Regions from separate parts of the Canis lupus genome. Here region 1 is linked to region 2. The links are chromatin contacts, called in public Hi-C maps. All regions are on one chromosome and are shown on one strand. The core of a region is the stretch at or near the end of the contact, and the rest is flanking DNA. Distances in the headings are between cores, read along the strand shown. Region 1 overlaps LOC119871436 (a long non-coding RNA gene). Region 2 has its middle 140 kb from the start of TOMM20.

Region 1 (4,921 bases), core at 1,491-3,990, 330 kb after region 2:
AGAAGACACGCCTTCCCTCTGTCACAGACCAAAGAAACCAATGAATGGAATACATATTTACCTACTTCATCATCTGGGGTTCTAGAAGTGAGAGGTGGGGTGGGGGATGCTATTTAACTCTTTCAGTGCTACTGGCTGGGCCTCTAACAGCAACAGTACTGATTATGATCAAATAGAAATTACCATGTGGCTTCCCAGATTATCAGTAATCTAGAGCCTTCATGGTTGTTTCTGTTGATAGCCTACATTTTTCCTCCAGTTAGGAACCCCAGGCAGTAATTTCAAAGGCACAAAAATATACAAAAAATCAATTTGTAAATTCAGAGGTTTGAAGGTAGAAAGTGACTGATTTGTGGATTATCTGTGGATTTCTCTAATAATCCCCAGATAAATCCTTAATGAGGGATATCCACACCATCCCTATTTACTGTTAACTAATTCGTACCTAATTTAACAGTGGATTTTGTTTTAACCCATTAGTCTGCTGTTGCCTGCTCCTTCCCTGTGTCAGTACAACTTCACATGCTTGATTTTAAAACAGCTTCCCTTTTTAAAATTGAGAGATAATGTATTTTTTTTAAGTGATAGAGTACAGAATCTGTATTTGCACTGATCTTTATCACAGAATACTGGGTGCTTCGGTATGGCACTAAGCAGCATAAAACAACCCTTACAAGCTACAGAAAAGGTATTAGGGCAAGAAAGTATGCTATAGGCAAAATCAATTTTAGAATCATGTGGATATTCGTCTTAAAGCTACTCTTTTATTTTGGTTCTGCGAAACAACTGAGTAAAATCTTAATAGAACAAACTTTTTAGAATGGTGATAAACAATTTCTTCTATAATAGAGACTTAAATAATGCTTTGAAAGAAATGTAGCTCTTTAAAACTCAAAGTCTTAGTAAAATGAGTCTTCAGTGCACATCAAGTTTATCACAAAGTCAGCCATGAAAATCCTCTAGGAGGTGATTTTCTTTTAGGTCAGACAAGGTCTGGATAAAAGACTACAGGATTCCTACTTTAAATTGGAAGCATCGATGCACTGGTTGATCTCGTCTTTTGAATGGACTTTAGAAGTTGGATTGCATAATCGAAGAGTCTTTTCCAGCAATTCAGAAGGCCTTGTTGCTGAGATAAGGCATCCTATATAGAGTAATAATGTCCTACTTGAATATTTTTAAATATAGTTTGCATCTTGGGGAAAATGAACTGTTACATAATCTGTAGATCCCATCACTTAATCACTCTTACTTAGCAATGACTATTTCATTCTTTTTTTTTTTAACCAATGACTATTTCACTTTTTTTTTTTTTAAGGTGTTGTTTATTTATGTGAGAGAGAGAGAGAGAGGCAGAGATAGCGAGAGAGCACAAGTGGGGAGAAGCAGGAGAAGCAGGCTCTCCACTGAGCTCGGAGCCCAACTTGGGACTTGATCCCAGGACCCCAGGATCGTGACCCGAGCCAAGGGCAGAAGCTTAGCGGACTGAACCTCTCAGGTGCCCCTATGTCATTCTTTATGTCACTACTACCAGTTGACATTAGGATGCACATGAGGGGACAGGCATCATGCACAACCAAGGAGTCACATTTTGTTGTGTAGGTACTCAGGTAGCAAGTTCAGCAGATAAATATTTGGATCATTGCATATTTCTCTGCCTTTTGGAAAATCTCTTTACCATGAGTTCAAATCGGATACTTTGAACTGTAAATGTGGCTATTTTGGAAAAAATAAGTTCAGAAGCATTTCATCAGAACTCAGGGCCTTAATTTATTTTTTAAAAATTGTATTTATCTATTCATGAGAGACACAGACAGAGGGAGAAGCAGGCTCCTCACAGAACCAATGTGGAACTCGATCCCAGGACCCCAGGATCATGCCCTGAGCCACCCAGGCATTCCCCTAAATTTATTTTAAGGTATAGAGTTTATTAAAAGTAAGTTTAATGTGTCATAAGAGTTTATTAAAAGAGCTTCAGATTTACCGAGGTTTACCTTCTTTCATTGTATGATTTTGAAGTACTAGCCACACCAGTAAGAGTTCTGCAGAAAAGTGAATTGTAGGAGTAGGGATGGTCTGGGTCTGGATCAATCAGCATTTTGTTGCACAGTCTTGGTTTGGGGCCTCTCGTGTTCTCCAAAGCCTGAGAGAGAGACTATGTGTGCTGCAAAATAGAAACAGGCGTCCTGAGCCTTAGCCCAGTCTAAAAGCCTCTTACCTCCGTTCTGTTATTTCTGCCTCCCAACAGCCAACCCATTAGCTTTTTTTTTTTTTTTTCGATAAAAGATAAAGATTTATTGTAACCCATATACATCTGAAATCAGAATTTCACAGGAAGGTCACAGTCATTAAAGAAGTTTTGGAATACTCTTCTCTTAATAAGCACCATATGGGTTGTCACCGTTCTTACTTGACACCTAGTAAGTAGGCATATCACTCTAGGCTTTGAACAGCTGAGCGTCTAGGGCCCAGCTTTCTTGGAGCTTAAGGACAATTCCACAGATAGGGAAGGGATGTCAGTGCGCTTAATTACGAGCCCTGGGGGAGGAAAGGCAAGCACGCGGTGGTTTCCTGGCACGAGTTCGGAAAGTGCAGTTAGGGCTAAATTCTCACGTGGAGGACTGAGCCTCTTTCTAGAACTTTTACCTGGAAGCTCGGTAGGACTCCAGCACGGGAACACGGTCCGGAGTCCTCAGGGCTTGCACGCGAGAAACTCTTTACGCGCAGCCTGCAACCGTCACGCAGGAAAGGGGCTTCGGGACCTCCGTATCTTCTTACAAACCCAGAGGCCGTTGGAAAACATCGGGGCCAGATCAGAATCGTCAAATGGTAGCTTTTTCTTTTTTTTACTTTTTTTTTTTTTTTTTTTTGATTGTGGCTCACGGTGGCGTTTCTGCAAAGAAAGAAAACAGCCGCCAGCGCTGCCAAGCCGTGTTTACTGGAGGGGAAGGAAAGGGGAGGAGGCGCCCTGCCCCTCCGGCAGCCTGCGTCAGGGCCTGCGCCCCCGAGGAGACCTCGCTGCGGTCTCCAGCGCGGCACCCTGACTCACGCCGCGCCCGTGTTTATTTATTCCAGAACTTGTGCCCGGGCAGGCGGCGCGGCGCACGTGGAGCGGGGACGAGGGACCGGCCCCGGGCGGCGGCGGCTGCGCCCCGCTCCCGCTCCGGCTCCCGCCCCCGCTCCGGCTCCCGCTCCGGCCCCCGCTCCCGCTCCCGCTCCCGCTCCGGCTCCCGCCCCCGCCCCCGCCCCCGCTCCCGCCAGCGAGCCGGCCGCGCGCCTGTAATTAGCGAGGAGCCGCGCCCCCCCGCGCCCCCGCCCCGCCCCGCCCCCGCCCGCGCCCCGCCCCCGCCCGCGCCCCGCCCCCGCCCCCGCCCGCGTGCCCGCGAGGGCTGTGCGCGCGCCCCGGCCCGCGTGCGTCCCCGGCGGCGCGCTCCGCGCTGGTTACCGCGTAGTGAACCAAATAAAGTAAAGGTCTGGCTCCGGCCGGGGGCGGGGTGTGGCGAGCCCCCCGCTGCCCAGAAAAGACCGGCCGCGCGTCAGCAAGGGCCTTGGCCGCCGCCGCGAGGGTCCCTGACGCGCGGCGCGGCTGTCCTGGGCGGATCTGCTAAGCTGGGGAGGGCGCATGACAAGAGCTGCCCCAAATGTCACTCCCTTTTTGGAAATCATGATGCTGCCTTTTTTTTTTTTTTTTTTTTTTAAGACTGTGGCTAAAATAAGGCAAATGTTCCATGCTGGTGGAGTAAACACTCATATTTAAGGGGCATCTGTCTTTGGGGCAAGCACACCGATGCACCGTGCGTGTCCAGGAAAAATGTGTTTACTAAGCGGACCTCAGGACATGCCCATATGGGTACTACAGTCAAATACAGTACTGTAACGACGGACTGCCTAACAGGGAGTTGCTTTATTTTATAGAGAAACCTTTCCTTCAATTAGAACAGCAGTTTTTTTTCTCCCATCAGAGTAGCACTGGGCTCTTGAGGTGCCGCGCGATTCGTTCACTTCTCATTTTTGTTAATTATTAAATCTAATACTCTGCAGTAACATCTCAAAAAAATGCAAGAAGCGTGGCCCCCATTCTTTAAAAAAAAAAAAAAATGACACTGAAATGCCATTTGTTCCCAGCCTTGGAGTGGGGGCTGAGGAGCCTCACTGTGGACTGTGTTCATAGTTTTAGTCATTGTTTAAAAGTGATTGCAGTTGACGGATGGGAACCTAAAAAAAATAAAAGAAAATAAAGCCGTGCTCCAGGCTTGAGAATACCTAGGCACGAGTCTAGCAAAAGCCTTCCTTCGCCGACGTATATTTCTTTCCAGACATCAGGCACAAAAACATTTGAGCGGCTCCGGATGAATTCCTACAAAGCAGTCCTCTTCTTATATATTTTATCAAGGAACTCAGAAGGCTTCTCCGGTTGCATCTGGGTTCCTAGGAAGCTGGTTTTGCTTTTTTTCCTGTGACTGTCGCTCTTGACAAGGCAGCACTTGAATCACCTGCTTGGCCCCTTCACAAAGATCTTTGAGAGGCTTTATGAGAACATGTCTCGGGACTGTCCAGTTCTGAGCCAGATACATGACACTGGAATATAGGTCAGGAAATCTCCAGATGCCCTTGGGCTTTGTGTGGCCGTTTCAAGTAATTCAATTAAGTTTTGTGCTTCTGTCTACAATCATCATCATCATCATCATCATCATCATCATTATTAAATTACCATATATTTACCTTAGTAGGGGCACAGAGATCAAACTGGACTGTCTCAATGACAGCTTTTTGAGTTTCATCTATCAGCCAGACGTGAGAAAGCACTGGGTGTGTATGATACCAGCTAGTGACTTGAGCGCAGTGAATGTGTACCACTAAAAATACAGATTCTTGGTTATCCTATCAAAGGGGGAAACAGAAAACAGCCTTGAAACACTGG
Region 2 (5,678 bases), core at 173-2,672:
GGAAAATAGGCTTTGCATTTGTGTTGCTTTTGGTTTTCAAATGAAAATAAATGTATATTTTCATTGATCATAAAAGTACTTCACATTTCTTATAGATACTTTGAAGAAATACAGAAAATATGAGGAAGAAGTTACAAATTACCCTGAAATCTAACTCTACAGAGATGAGTGCTGTTAATAATTAGATAGATAAACCGTCCACGTATCTCTTTTATACACACACACCATCAACACACAGTTATCTAACAGGCATATGCAAGTTTTGTCTCCTACATTTCATTTGTCAAAGTGACCCACACTACTACTATTCTATGGCTTTGGCTGTAGATTTCCAACACTTTTTAATGGTTGCACAGCATTTTACCAAATGTATTTAATTCACTGGCTCAATCATGTCTAGATTGGTTCACTTTTGGTGTGTGTGTATCTATTTACCACACTGTGGTGACTACCTTGTACTTACATTTTGTGCATTTTGTGGCTCATTCGGCTGAGGAGAAATTTTTAGTCTTAAAATTAAGGAGTCAAAGGTTACTTGTTAATAATTGTAATGCACAAGGTCAAACTGCCCCCAGAGAACCTGTAACACTTTACGTCCACCAACGGTATAGGAGAGCGCCCATTCCCACTCTCTGGTCAACCCTGGCTGTTGTCATTGTCCATATTTAGAGTTTTGGTCCATCTGATAGGTTAGAAGTGACGTAATATTGTGGTGTTGATTTGCATTTCCTACATTGTTCTGCTTCTGAATCAATCACTGTCTGTGATTGAGCTGGGGAAAAAAATGACTTCATATCAGGTTCTCAGTACTACGAGAGAACCTAAGCCTGGCATGGAGCTTAGACGATTATCATTCAGAGGAGCCAGAAGCCCAGCATGGAAGAGTTGGACCATCCTTGAGGACCATCATCTTTCACTGATTTATTTACTCAGAGGCTCACTTGCAGCTACTTTTGGGCACTTGTTGAATGGCGTCTAGAAGGCCACATGGTTCCAGTTATACAGGGCTTGAATGACAGAGAGGACATGTGGGCCATTATCTTGAGGCTACGTGCAGGCAGAGATCTGCCTCCCCGTGTTCCTAATGGTGGCTTTGCTCCATGCCACGTCCCCTGATCACATCTCCCTTGGCTTGAACGGTTCTTCCTGTTTCTCTTCTCCTAGGCTTTGAAGCCATCAGCTTCACTTTAGCTAATGCATCCAAGAAATCTGCTGGAAAGCTCCAAAATGCCCAAATGACCCAGTGGATCAGAGAGTGGGGAGCGCAGCCAGCGGGGACGACTGTGGAGAGAAGTTGAGTGCCTGGAGTGGCCACTCTGTCCGGCCGCCTTCCGCTGTGGCCTCAGGCCAGATGACCGGCTGGAGCAGGAGAGGGCTGTGGCAGAGAGTCATTCCTTCTAGGTCTGGCGCTCAGTGGTTTCCTGCCTTGCTGAGGGGCCGTTGCTGGGCGGTGATGATTCATGGCATTTGGACAGTGTGGCTGTGTTCTGAACAGGGAAGTGAAAAATAGCACAGCCAGGGGCAGTGCAGGACAGGACAGGGGCTGTCACAAGATGTGAAGCTTTACTTTGGAAAATGCAGGGGGCGGGGGAGTCACGATGAAGTTGGTCGTGGTTCGGGCCACGTGAGTGTTGGCCCCGCTCACTCTTCTTCGGGGCATCAACTTTTCCAAGTGCTGGTCACTAGGCTGCCCCTTGGAAGTGGCTGCTGGTTTTGGCCCAGCTGCTGGGGGTAGGAGGAAGTGGACAGGTGATTCAGTGAGTGTCAGCTTCCTCTCTGACTCAGGATTGGATCCGTTTCTTAGGGTGGTGCCACCGGGCCCATGTGGCTTTAGCTGGATTCTTTGAAACTGAAGTAAAAATGAAGGCTCTGCCTCTGGTGGTTGCTGGCCCTCCTCTGACCTTTGCAGATGAGTAAGGGGATTAAGCTGGATTCTGTGGCCTCCCCCGAAATTGGGTGAGCTCCTGTGACCCGAGGCCTTCCTGTGGTTCCAGCCCATGAAGACCAGTGAGGTGCAGAGCTGAGGCATCTCCTGGGTCTCTACCCACTTCGGGGGCTGCCTCATATTTGAGGGAGTGGTAGGGTTCTATGGGCCCAGCTCTGGCAGGTATTAGACTGATGGAGGAGGCAGTTGAGTGCCTGGGGATGCCAGCTCTCCCGGGGTCCATTTGTCCGCTTAGCCAGTGGTAGATGGAGAGGGCCAGATGTGCAGCTGCTACCTCCCCCTGAGAATAGTCATGACTGGCCTTTTATTCCGGAGTGCTGAGCTTTCCAAGGATCTGTCATTAGTGTGCTGCCTAAGCGGTCATCCCTGCTCTCACCTGAAACCTGTTCTAAGAAGCACTTCAATTATCCAGATAATTGCCTCTGCCTAAGAGTTCATAATGATAAAAGCACTGACTCGGTAAAGACTTAAAAATTCTCTCAGAGTCGCCACAGGGGTTCTGTATTCCAATGCCCTAAATCACCCTGGGTAATAATCTCTCCTTCCAGTCAGTTCTATCCACTTCTTTCCCCTCCATCCCCTCGTTTCCGTGGTGGGAGCAGAGGTCAGCTGGTCTCACTCAGGCACGATGGCCAGCATCCAATCACAGTGGATCTAATGAGGACTCTATTATTAGTCACACGCAAGAGAAGTGCAACTAAACCCTGTTGGGGCTTCTAAAAAGGAGCTCTGTGTGACAACTGTAGAAGCGGAGGGCGGGGGGGGGGGGGGGGCTCTGAGGACACCTGCAGCTGCGACCTGACCCTGCCAGGCGCTCTCTCTTTTCTCTCACATCATCTTCCAGCAAATATTGATTCTCATCTCTTTGATAAGCTTTCTCCTCGTGGTAGGGAATGTACACGATGGCAGGTTTGCTTATCACACCTCACAGCATCACTGCCGCAGAGGGGCTGAGAATTCCAAAGTCCCAGAGAGAGGCCTCGATGGCCTTCACTGGAGTCAGGTGACCGTCACCCGCTCAATCTCCATAGCCAGGGAAAGATCTCTGAGCAGAATGCTGTTCACATTTGGACCCCATGATGAGTGCAGGGGAAGGAGTATTTTCCAGAGGGGGCTCCTGCCCTAGGCAGACGAACAGTGGGCCGGCTACTTCTGGTTGCTGAAGGCTCTTTCTGATGACCGGGCTGAGCACTAGGCCCTCTCTGCCTCCCCTCTGCCTCTTCTGGGCCAGGGAGTGAGGGACACAGCCCAGGGGAGGTGCCTTCTCTGTTCTCAGAGCTCACTGTTTTATTGTTTGAAAGTCTGCAATAGCTGGGTTTTTTTTCAGCTATGTTTCTGGGGGGGATACATGTCTAGGGCAGCAGCTGTATGACTTTCTGAGGAGATTGCCTTGAAGGATCTAAGCAATGAGTGAAGGCAGAACAAAGGAACCATTCTCAGAAGCCTGGCAAAAATGAAACCAAATAAAAACCCCATAAAAATCCCTACTGGGGCAGAGGAAATACCAACTTGATGCTTTTGAGCTGCATAGTCAGTAATAAAGGAAAGATTCAAGGATAGACCATTCTGACGTGATTCTGTTTAGGCTTGAGGGAGAATGTGCTGGAAGACAATGAAAGGGAGTCATCCAAGCAAGGGAGGTCTGTTGGTGGTGTGTTGTTGCAAAGCAGGAACTGACCGATGACCAGGGTCATGGGGAGTCTGAAAGAGACACCCGTCAGACACAGGTTCAAAGTTTGTACCCAGCCCAGGAGATCAGATGACAGGCAGCTGGCCTGCCCCCTGCTGGCTCCCATTGATGTGAGAGGGGCTCTGACCCCTATCTGGTCACTGAAATACCCGTTTGGAAATCTCTTTGAAGATTGATTAAGTAAATGCTCACAGCACAGGCCATAATAATTGAGTGACGTAGTCGAAGTATTTGTAGTAAGTGGAAGAATGGCTGATTCTAGAGCTGACAGGCATCTTGCCTTTCTGTTCCTCTAATTTGGCTTCCTTGCTTCTGGTCGCAGTTTCGGGCAGAGAGTGTCTGAAGAGGATAGAGTTGAGGATGTGGGGACTCTCACTCTCGTTTCATGGGTGTGACAGTATCCTAGGGACAGAGCATCATCCTGTCACCACACTGCAGCTGGCTGCGGCCAGGGGCGGGCAGTCCTCCTGGCACAGCTAACCTTTGATGTTGCCCATGGGGTCTTTCCATCTGGTTTGTGGCCTCGGCCTGCTGTGACCCCCAGCAGGGGTGTCTCTCCAGGTCTCCAGGGCGCGGCAGGGTGAGCGTGAAGGAAAAGTCTGGTTTTCATCTGGGAGCGCTGAGCCTCTCTGCATGATGGCTCTGCTCTCCGTTCTGCCAACTGGACAAGAGCTGCTGGCTCCTCTGGGCAGGGAGCAGGGTGGATTGGGGGGCTGTGGCCACTTTACTTCACTCATTATTTCTGGGACCCCACTGTCGATGGAGGTGGGGGTAGGCTCAGCTCTGGACTCTGGCTCTGTCCACTTCTGTCCTCAGCAGCTTGACGTTTGCTCGCTGCATTCATTCCTCATTGATCCATCCACTTACCCATTCCCTGGGGCCATCATCCAGTCCCTCAGCCACTATGAGACCAGGTCTTCTTATCATTCATCTTTACTGCCTGGCACAGTGCCAAGCTCGTAGGGATTCTGCACATGCCTGCTGACTTCTCTTCCTGCTTCACTTTTGTTATGGTTGAAGTTCTGTGTCAAAGTCCGTATTGTTGAAGCCCGAAACTGCCAGGACCTCAGAAAGGGACTGGGTTTGGGGATAGGGTCTTTAAAGGGGTAATTAAGTCAACATGAGGTCATTTTAGGTTGAAATGAGGCTCTACACCAATCCTTATAAGAAGAGGAGTTTAAGACACAGGCACACACAAGGGGCAGATGATGTGAAGGCACAGGGAGAAGACTGCCATCCACAAGCTGAGGAGAGAGGCCTGGGACAGATCCTTCACTCAAAAAGGAGCCAACCCTGCCGACACCTTGATCTTGGACTTCTGGCCTCCAGGGCCAGGAGGAACTGCATTTCTGGTGTTGAAGCCGTCCAGCCTGTGGTGCTCTTTGCTGTGGCTGCCCTGACAGACCAATAGGGCCTTTCAACGGTTTTGCTGAGCACGTAGCCAAGGGCAAGATGCTGTAGGAGGTCCAGAGACAAAGTTGAGAAGTATGGGAAAGAGGCACAGTGAGTGGCCCATCTCTATTCACCTTTTCTCCCCACAAACCCCTCTCTCCTCAGCCTCTCCTTACCTCTGCCCCACTAGAAGGGGAAATAGGATGAAATGAAACAGAGGGCTCCCCATCAGAGGCCACCCTATAGAAGGTCTGGAATAGAATGAAAACTCTTTCATATAGAGTCAGAAACACCGTTTTTTTTAACTTGCCCCCCTCCCCCCCGGCTGCCTCTCTTCTTCCCACAAGTTCTTATTAAGCACATGTGTGTGTGTGCACATGGCCAGAATCCACACATGGTCCAACAGATCAGCTGTGTGTGCACTGAGGAAGACTGGAAAGATTATCCACAGCTTTTGGGGACACGTGTGATTGTAGGGCTGGCAGCACATTCACCCGGGTTTCCTAGTGCTGGCTTTATGGTACATGGTAGCTGGGAAGGGCCACGATTAACTCTCTCTCTGGACCATGACCTATATCCTTTGCTATCCTTTGGGACTAAAGATGATGCCAATGTTGTGTTTCCATACAACTGTTACTGGGAGATTGTCCT

What was found. Hi-C and Micro-C count contacts between places; a contact is called where the count stands out from the background.
Region 1: a contact with region 2 is called in a Hi-C map of liver, with 2.8 times the contacts expected there. The contact joins two enhancer-like sites. A contact is called at or near these places in 4 of 9 Hi-C or Micro-C datasets (amygdala, blood and liver).

Annotation. Positions count from the first base shown.
Region 1 is chr4:5,624,046-5,628,966 of UU_Cfam_GSD_1.0, forward strand. LOC119871436 (a long non-coding RNA gene) reads right to left here. Exons shown (of 7, transcript XR_005357767.1): 4 at 3,446-4,881; 5 at 2,647-2,893; 6 at 1,995-2,164; 7 at 1-18. Among named protein-coding and RNA genes, the nearest start is that of IRF2BP2, 9.3 kb to the left of the region's middle. Within about 2 kb of position 2,741, at least 8 of the 20 cell types and tissues checked have an H3K27ac peak or open chromatin away from gene starts, as enhancers often do. A contact at or near this core is called in liver, where this site is marked.
Region 2 is chr4:5,294,444-5,300,121 of UU_Cfam_GSD_1.0, forward strand. No RefSeq gene overlaps it. Among named protein-coding and RNA genes, the nearest start is that of TOMM20, 140 kb to the left of the region's middle. Within about 2 kb of position 1,423, at least 11 of the 20 cell types and tissues checked have an H3K27ac peak or open chromatin away from gene starts, as enhancers often do. A contact at or near this core is called in liver, where this site is marked.